2 separate regions of the Zea mays genome follow, and region 1 is linked to region 2. The links are chromatin contacts, called in public Hi-C maps. All regions are on one chromosome and are shown on one strand. Each heading gives the region's core, a stretch centred on a gene start, on an enhancer-like site or on the middle of the called end of the contact. The rest is flanking DNA. Distances are from core to core; before and after follow the strand shown.

Evidence for each region. Hi-C and Micro-C count contacts between places; a contact is called where the count stands out from the background.
Region 1: a contact with region 2 is called in a Hi-C map of leaf, with 5 times the contacts expected there. The contact joins the promoter of LOC100274004 here to the promoter of LOC100277153 in region 2. A contact is called at or near these places in 5 of 25 Hi-C or Micro-C datasets (ear, endosperm, leaf and 1 more).

What each region holds. Positions count from the first base shown.
Region 1 is chr4:151,193,588-151,198,136 of Zm-B73-REFERENCE-NAM-5.0, forward strand. LOC100274004 reads left to right here and starts at 2,294. Exons shown (of 6, transcript NM_001148389.1): 1 at 2,294-2,499.
Region 2 is chr4:150,814,149-150,818,621 of Zm-B73-REFERENCE-NAM-5.0, forward strand. It overlaps LOC100277153, which reads right to left and starts at 2,541. Exons shown (of 2, transcript NM_001150803.2): 1 at 2,086-2,541; 2 at 1-1,131. The coding sequence starts at 2,434. The coding sequence ends at 227.

The DNA of each region.
Region 1 (4,549 bases), core at 1,044-3,543, 380 kb after region 2:
CACCACTTTGGATCCATACCATTACTATCTCACTTACATGTGGGTCCACATGAGTCAGTCAATGACATGGGAGGTCCATGGTATATATCTAAAGTTTGGATCTTTTAATGGTATAGATCCAATTGTTCCTTATATTTATGTTCCCAGGCTCCCGGCACCGCAATGCAAGATTATCGTTTCCCTAGGCCAGACAACTGACGGAGTCGATCGATCGAGATTCCAGCGCAGAATATATATAGTCGATCGACGGCTCCAGGTACAAAATGCGTGGACATGATGATGGGCGACGATCTTTGTTTTCTTTCTCCACGACGACTGTTTCTTCCATGGACGAATAATTGAATATATGTATAGGAATTTTTAGTATGCGTTCAGTCATTTCTAACTATGTTATATGTTATCAATATCAGCAGCAACAAGGTTTTGAAACATGAATTTAGCAGCTTTTTTAGTTACTTTTAGCCATTTAGTGATCTAAACAGAAGAGCTAATGGTGGTGTGATAAAATTTAACATCTATTATCTCATAAGCTACTCAAGGGATGCTAAAAAGAGCTAAACGTGGGCCAGAGAACCCTATTTTCACCCCATACCCTTCAACCTCATTCTCTCTCCGCATTAGAGGCATACGTGTCTTTTTATTTTAATGTGCTAAACTTTATTAGAGTAGTCCAAACACCTTAAGAAACTAAACTTTAACACTTTACTTTATATGACTAAAGTTTAGTAGAAAGCTAAAGTTTATCCCGTGAGATTGAAACAGAACCTCATTAATGAGCTATGTTGAACAACGCATACGGAGAGCTAGCACTGCATGGCGTCTAATTTGTGAATGATAATAACAGAAAAGGGATGTGATATCTACGGTAGACAAAGAGGAATGCGTGCAACTGGCTCTCTTAGACTATCTTTAACAGTTCCCTCTATATTCCATCTTCTATATCCCACTTTTATGCCATGTTATCTATCTCTCTATATATCTTCATTATCTATAGCGGTTCTCTCTAAATTTTCCCATATATCCCATTACCTCGATAAAATCATCTTGTCAATTTTTCTCAACTAAAAAGTACGTGAAAGTACTGTCGTATGCCTATACCGAGACAAGCGTGCCGATTATAGCACCCCTGTATCTAGCGGTGTCCTGTGTCACCCTCTTGCAATGTAGCCTATTTAGCGTCATGTGATGAACGGACTGATGTTAAACTATAGCCAATACAGATAGAGTAGCGTGCGTCGTTGAAGAGAGTCTTACTAAGACTATCTCTCCAACAGCTTATTCATACTGTCTCTTATTTTAAACTCTACTTTATAAATACTACAGTCTACGAACAATACAGTTTACAGTACAAAACAATATTTTAGATAACCATGTGAGTGCTGGACACGGTCTGAAGGCTCAAATGTTCGTTTCAAGTTTATGTAATTGCTCTACCCAAATAAAACAACTCTATTTTAGAATTGTTTTTTAAACAGCTTCAACTTAATAAAAAAACAAACGTGTTTTTGGCTGGGTGCACAGTGCACACAAATGCTTCTTATTGGAGATTAGTTGAAGGTAGACTCCTCTAGAGACAGCGGGAGAACAACTAAGCGATTAGTTAAAAGTAGGATAGACGTGGGACAAGCAAGAACATAGGAAGGTGGAGTATACATGGGGCAAGAATATGCGAGGAAGAGAAAAAAATTCGTATTTATATAATTGTTGTCCGCTAAACTTTTTATCAAATATTTATATACCATCGCAACACTCATAAACATTGTACTAGTGGAAAAATGGTGAAAGGGTTTTACCTATATATTCACTCATGCTAGTTAGATGCTCGTAGATTGTATGATTCATATATATTATATAGATAGACTTTGTATTACTAAAACACAACATATATGTTTTATTGGTTAGATGAGTGTGAACGTGGACCCAACAATCAACGTTTAAATCCTTATTTTTATACAATTTTATCTTTAAATCCACATTCACATCCATCTAACCAATAAAACACATATATCTTTATATTTTTATATTATTTACTACTCTTTGTTTTTTATTTGTCGCGTCCTATTTTAAAAATAACTAATCGGTAATAAATATTTTGAGAATGAAGATAGCATTTCTTTTGCATAAAGCTATTTTATATTTTGCTAGTTTTTGTATAAAGTAGAAAGAGAAAGAGTGACCATGATAACCGTAGAACCATAGAAACAAATGATTTATTATATGGTACAGATAGTAGAGAGATGAGAAAGGCCATGAGCCCCATGACTGTGTCTGTGTGAATTGCCTTTGGATCGTCCTAGCAGCCTTGTCGTCGTTAGAGGATTTGGAACCCGTTCCATTCGCCGCCTTTCTTTTTCTTCGCCCGTCCACCCTACGAGCGCGCACGCTCTCCTGGCTATAGCAACCGCCGTCGCCGCCCCACGCTACGTGCTCGAGTCTAGCCTCGTCGGTTCCTTCGTCAGTTCTTCGTCGGATCCTTTGCTGGCGACCAACACCCACCAGGTATATGCACCCCTTTTCTTCCTTTTCTGCTGTGTGAAATGGAGCCCCCGAACCCTAACTTAATCTATTTGGGTTTTTGTATTCGGATCCGATCTATTTATAAGTTTATATATGTATTATTGCTATTAAATTCGATTTCCAAAAGTTATTGGGTGCCTTTACTCATTTACTGGGTCTGCCATTGGCTATACCTTTGATGTCACGCCCTATTATAGGTTGTAAGAGATGATTTTGTGGAGTCAGGGACTCAGGGTAACTGAAATTATGATAGATTTGTGTTTTTTGGCTCTCATGGTTCTTGATGATCATTGTTAGCTGACTTCCTTAATGCAGATATTAGAAAATTGGTTGTTTGATTAATAGCTTGTTTTGATGCATAGGGCTTGCTAACTTTTAGCCCTAACTCATTTGAACAGGAGCCAGTAGGCTAATAAGTGGGCTAATTTTTTAGCCATGTCTCCAAATAGTTGTTAGCCAACCCCTTGGTCTAATTTTTAATATCAGCTAATAACTAACCCTAACTGATGCAAATAGGCCCTACTTGTGGAATTTTGCACTCAAGGATTGAAATACCACATAGAAGAATACATGTTTTGCAATGCAGTTTGAGGAGTTATGCATCGATCATTGTTTATCAAATACTCAAATTACATGCTTAATCAATGCATTTTCACCCATTGGAAACCCTTGAATTGTTTACGAATCATCTAGGCTTTTTCATGATGATGTAAGTTGTAACCATTGTCATAGGGAACAGAGTCGAAGTCGCATCTTACTGACCATGGAATGTGGGGACAATCTATTTTGCTCCTTGTGAAAACCTTTCGCAAGTAGCTTACCACATTCCTTTATCCAGTTGACTTGGGACTGTGAACTTTGTGACTATGGTTGTGACATAATGGTGACTTCAGCAACAGAAAAAAATGCATGAACAGATATCCCAAATGACATAGATACGAGAGGTCTTCATGACCAATGCTGACAGGGCGACTTCAATTGCTAGGCTTAGAGAATTGTGATTTTGGACTGATATACCCAAAGATTTAGGCCTGAATAGGAGTGCATGGAAAACGGCTATTCATGTGCTTGAATCATGATTTGTGGGTTCTATTGTGTTTTTAACTCTAGCCTACCCCAACTTGCTTGGGATAAAAGGCTTTGTTGATGTTGATGATTTTGGACTGGTTTCTGCACAGAAATTTCGTTTTGGGTATTTTGCATAAGCCATATAGTTTTTGCTTTCACCTCTGCAAATTTTTTATTTATTTGTAGTCTCTCAAAAATATAAATACCACATATCAGCTTGCACAATGTTCTACAATATATCATTGCTAGAAACTATGCACCACAAATCTGTGTTAGATCCTGACATGTCTACTGCCTTGGAGTAAGTGTTTTGTTTTCACAATCTGACACTCGTGGTGTTTAACCTCCATATTTTAAATATTTTTCAGCTTGCTGTTTCCCCCTTCTTTTTGCTTGCTTCATCGAAGTCCTTTCCAGGTAACACATTATCAGCCTCCTAAACAATTCAGTTACAAACCTATCACTGTTAGCTGCCTATTGATATGACCAAGAAAATACAGCAGACTACACCAATGGGAATGTGGGATGCTTCTTCAAGGGACCTTAATGGACATTTGTGTATTTCATTCCCTTGATAGTATTACATGTTTATGGTTTATTTCTTCTATAGGACTCAGGTTAAATGCAACACAATCTGTATCCTTTTCATTCACTAACCTACACTTCATTTAGTTTGTGCATGAACTGAGGAACTACAGTATAAACTCATGTCTCTTTATCTTTTCCTCCTTGGACTTAAGACACAACCGCTAATGTTAGGCTTCCTTGAAACCAGTGGTAACTATATATCACTTATTGGCAGACTATTATGTTCTGAGCCTCTGAGGATTGGTTAAATGATTTTACTACTAAAGGCCCCAATTGGTTCCTAGGAATTGGGAAGGATTGGAAACTAATTCCACAGTTGTGTTGTTTGGGTGCCATGAAGGATAAAAATGCTTCCACTTGTATACTAATCCAACAG
Region 2 (4,473 bases), core at 1,291-3,790:
ACTTATTTCATGGTCTTTTGCGCTACTTTCTACAGATTAAATCACATGCATATTGAATTGGGTACTGAATATGATCATGGCTTGCATCCGTTGTGGTCTCAGGTTCTTGCATAGATTTTGACAGTGAAAGATCAGCAGCAATGTCAAGCACTCGCCTCCATGACCGAGCTCTTCAAATCTTAGTTTTGCAGTTCACACTAAATCTGATTTCAACCGAGATCACATTTTAGAAGAACATCTCAGCAGATGGATCAGATTCCAGCAAACTGCCATCGAAATTCACCTTACAGCCAGCAGGAAACTGCACTCCAGCTTGCTCGCAGCTGTCCCTTGTAACCTGAGGGCATGACCGAACATCCAAGTACTCAAGAGCCTTGAAGGATTCAATCACTCTGCCGACCCCTGCAACTGTGAGCCGAACACAGCTGCTGATCTTCAAAACTCTCAGTTCAGACTGAAACCCGTATCCTTCCCCGTCCATGAATGCATTGTCGGTTATCTGGTCACAACATCCGACATCAATGGCTACAAGAAGTTTACAGTTAGACAGCAGGCTTTGCAATGATGTGTCTGTTATTTTCAAGCACCAGTCCATTCTCAGGCTCCTTAAGCTACTGGAGCAGGCAAGAGCAAGTGCTTGTATGGAGCCATCGCTAATGTTCCGACATCCACCAATGACAAGAGTCTCTAGGTTACTGCAAAACTTAGCTAACGAATAGATGGACTTATCTCCCACCTTGCTGCAGTCCAATAGCTTTATTGACACCAAGCATGATGAAGAAACCTCAGCGATCTTACAGACTCCAGGATCACTAACTTTGTTGCATTTGCTTATGTCTAGTGATTTTATGTGATGACAGCCATCAGCCAGAGCAGATATACCAGCATCTGTTATGCTGTTACATCCCGCAGCTCCAAGTTCTACCAATTGCAGGCAGCTCTTTGATAGAGCAGTCAATAAATTATCTGTTACTAATTTGCATCCCATGATTTGCAGCTGACTCAATTTTTTGCACCCTAGTGCAACCGCCTTCAAACCTTTGTCACTCAGCTTTATGCAGCGAGAAACATCAAGGGACTGTAGAGATGGCAGTCCATCTCCCAATTTGGCAACTCCGACATCAGAGATACCTGTGAGACACCATGAACCAGGGGAAGTCTAATAATCAACAGAACTCAGTTAAGGACATTTTCACCAGAATCACTGCACTAAACACAAAGATCCAGAATGCCCCAGATAGTAATGGCTTTAAAGGATAGCAAATTGGTAATGTCAGCCAGCATAAGAACAAGAAAAAACAAAAAAGACATGCCCCCCAAGAAAGATCTGTTAACAGGATACCAAATTGGCAAATTTAACCGTTGTTGGAAACTTGAGATCTCAGGAGACCATAACTTAGGTAACTAAAACTGTCGCAAATAATAGCAAAGCTGTAAAAAAATGGGGTCTATGAAATAAATTGAAAGATGAGGCAATATCCTTGAAAACAGTACATAAGGAATATAAAACTATTCCAGCTGGACAAAAAAGGTTTTGCACATAGCTTTTTCCCATTTTTCTTATAATTATCTTTATTTTAACAATAATGAGAGAATTCGTTCTAGTTTCAGAAATGAACACAGCTTCATGTTCTCACAAGGATGAAATGAACCACCAGAGGCTAGTGCAAATTCATCATCAAATATGTGGGGTTCATTTTTTCCTCGAAATAAGCTTGATAAAAAGGTTTACACAACATATAAGGTTATAAACTTACCCCTAAGATTTAGGAGTAGTATAGATAGGATTCACCTCCAGAATGACAAGAAAGTTAATTCACAAACTGAAGGACCTCACAAAGAAACTCCAACATCTCCCAGATTAGAATATGGACTTGAAATAGACTAAATCAAGACTGCAAAATAGATTACAAGTATTTATCCAATGTACGTGAGACTAACATTCTTAGAGTATGATTGAATCGGTAAGTCTCTGAAGAACTCGAAAATGCACTATAAGGTTAGCGCAAGAAAATGCGCTATATGTCATCCACCAAATTGATAAACAGCACATGTGGGTAGCGCAAGAAGAATAGATGGCCGCACCTTTGCAGTTCTGCAGCGCGAGGACACGCAGGTTGCGGAAGCTGCTGGCGATAACGTTGAGGTCGTCGTCGATGACCCCAGGGTAGAAGGAGCGGGAGGGCGACTGAGAGAGGTCGAGATCCAGGACACCAGGGAAGCGTGCAGCGAGGCGGCGCAGCATGTCCGGGCCGGCGCGCGCGCGCAGGCGCCGCCGCTCGGAGCTCTGGATCCGGAGCCAGCGGCGGCACACGAGCCCGAACGCGTCCCGCTCCGCCTCGGGCCCCAGCCGCCTGAGCACTGCGCGGAGCTCGTCGTCGGTGAGGACCTCGTTGATGATGGCGCCGCCGCCGGCCGGCGGTGGTACTGACATCACTGGAGGTAGGATTGTAGGAGGAGAACTTTCCCCCCTTTTGTCTCGTCAAGTTAATAGAACTGTCACGGTGGTACAGGTACAGCACAGTGGACAGTGGAGGATATAGGGCACAGGGAAGCCTGCTTTTTGAAGAAAAGGATGGAAACCTGCTGTACTGGCGGCGGCTGGTTTAGCCGATGTTTTTATTTTACTTATTAAAAAAAATATGTTTATGCCTTCTTTGAAAGTAGGAATTTCACATAAATAGTATAGAAAATTTATAAAATTAGTTCAAAAACACAGAAATTGATCCCAACGAGGTCTTAGAGTTTGTTTGGTTCAGAGTGACTAAAATATAGTCACTTTTAATCACTAAAAAAGCAAATAGTGTGACTAAAAGCACCCTACTAAAATGTAGTCCTGTAGTCATCAAGGGATGACTAAAAAGTGACTAAAGTGATATTTTTACTGCATTTGCCATCCTACTTCCATGTGCTCTAATAAATAGGGGTAATATAGTCTTTATGCATAGGAATCAAAGCTCTTTAGTAAGGTTTAGTCACTAAAACCAAATAGGGTACTTTAGAGCCTGTTTGGTTCCTTTAGTCCAGTGACTAAAGTTTAGTTAGCGGACTAAATTTAGTCCCTACCATGTTTGGTTCTGGGGACTAAAAATATTCAGAACACATTAAATAAATCGTAAGAGAATCAAAATATCTCTTAGCATTCTCCCAACATTAGTGCAACTGAAATAAAGGGGGAAAAATGAAATTAATATGGTTTAGTCCATTTTAGTCACCCCTCAAGTGACTAGAGACTAAAACAGTTTAGTCTCATTGTTTAACAATTTTAATACTAAATATGATTAAAATGGAGGAACTAATCTTTAGTCCCTCAAACCAAACGGCCGTTAGTAACTAAAATTTTGTCATTAAAGCCTTGTCAGGCGACTAAAGGAATCAAACAGGTAGTCCTTAAATTTCTATTTGATAGGTATATACTGTTTGATAGTAGTGACTAAATTTTAATCACTAAAGTTAAGGAGATGGGAACTAAACAGTCTCTTAGATTATGAATAGATTTGTAATCTATTTTGATCCTACGGTGTCATAGAATATAACACAGAACATACATAGCTTGACTTCATAGACCATGATATTAAAATACCATACACAGTTCGACGTTATGATTTATGACGTTGAGATCGAAATAATTAATTTTGGCATAAGGTCTTGCACCTGTTGTCGTATTTTTCTCTCTCGCTTACCTCTCTTTTGCTAGTGCCCCCGCCCATCCTTGTCTAGTTGTTTGTTCGCTCGTGTGTCTATCCTCACTCGTGTTTTCTTCTGTTGAATCAATATAGGCCTGGTCCATATTAATATTTAATAATAGTCGATAAAAAGGTTCACTCTAATGCTACAGTGTACTACTACTTTATTATCATATCAGAAGTTTAAGGGACAATTCAATCAACTTAAATAGGTGTACCATTGGTGTATCTATTGAGAAGCTAAGAAAAAGATGAAGGACTGTCACGCGCGCGCTGCCGGCCGGGCAGTGCCCGTGGCCGTGGTAGATCAGACCTTGTCTGAATATTCCTTCCTAATGGTTGCACATTTTACCTAGTACGAACACCGAACAGTCTCAGACGCGTTGCACACAGCCATTCCTGTCTCACCTTCTGCGAGTACAGAGAGTGTTGGAGAGTAAACCTCCGAAATCACCGTTCGCAGAGTGACACTTGCATGGGTGTGCGGACGATCAGTTTTTGGGGAGCATACTCGCGACTGCTCGCTTCGTCCGCCCGACCAACGCTGATCAAGTTCCTTGTCGCCGGTGGCGTTCGAGGGACTGCACTGCGTACATATGACTGCATCGACTGCGTACGACTACATCGAACATACGCACGAGATGTCTCGTGTGAATGGAACTACTGGATGCCTTGAGCATCGGTCCCTATGCAGGGTACAATATGTTTTTTGTATTTGTGCATATTTTACTATTGTTCACTAATTATTTGAGTAGTGATACACACATGCACATACATGTCGTCACAT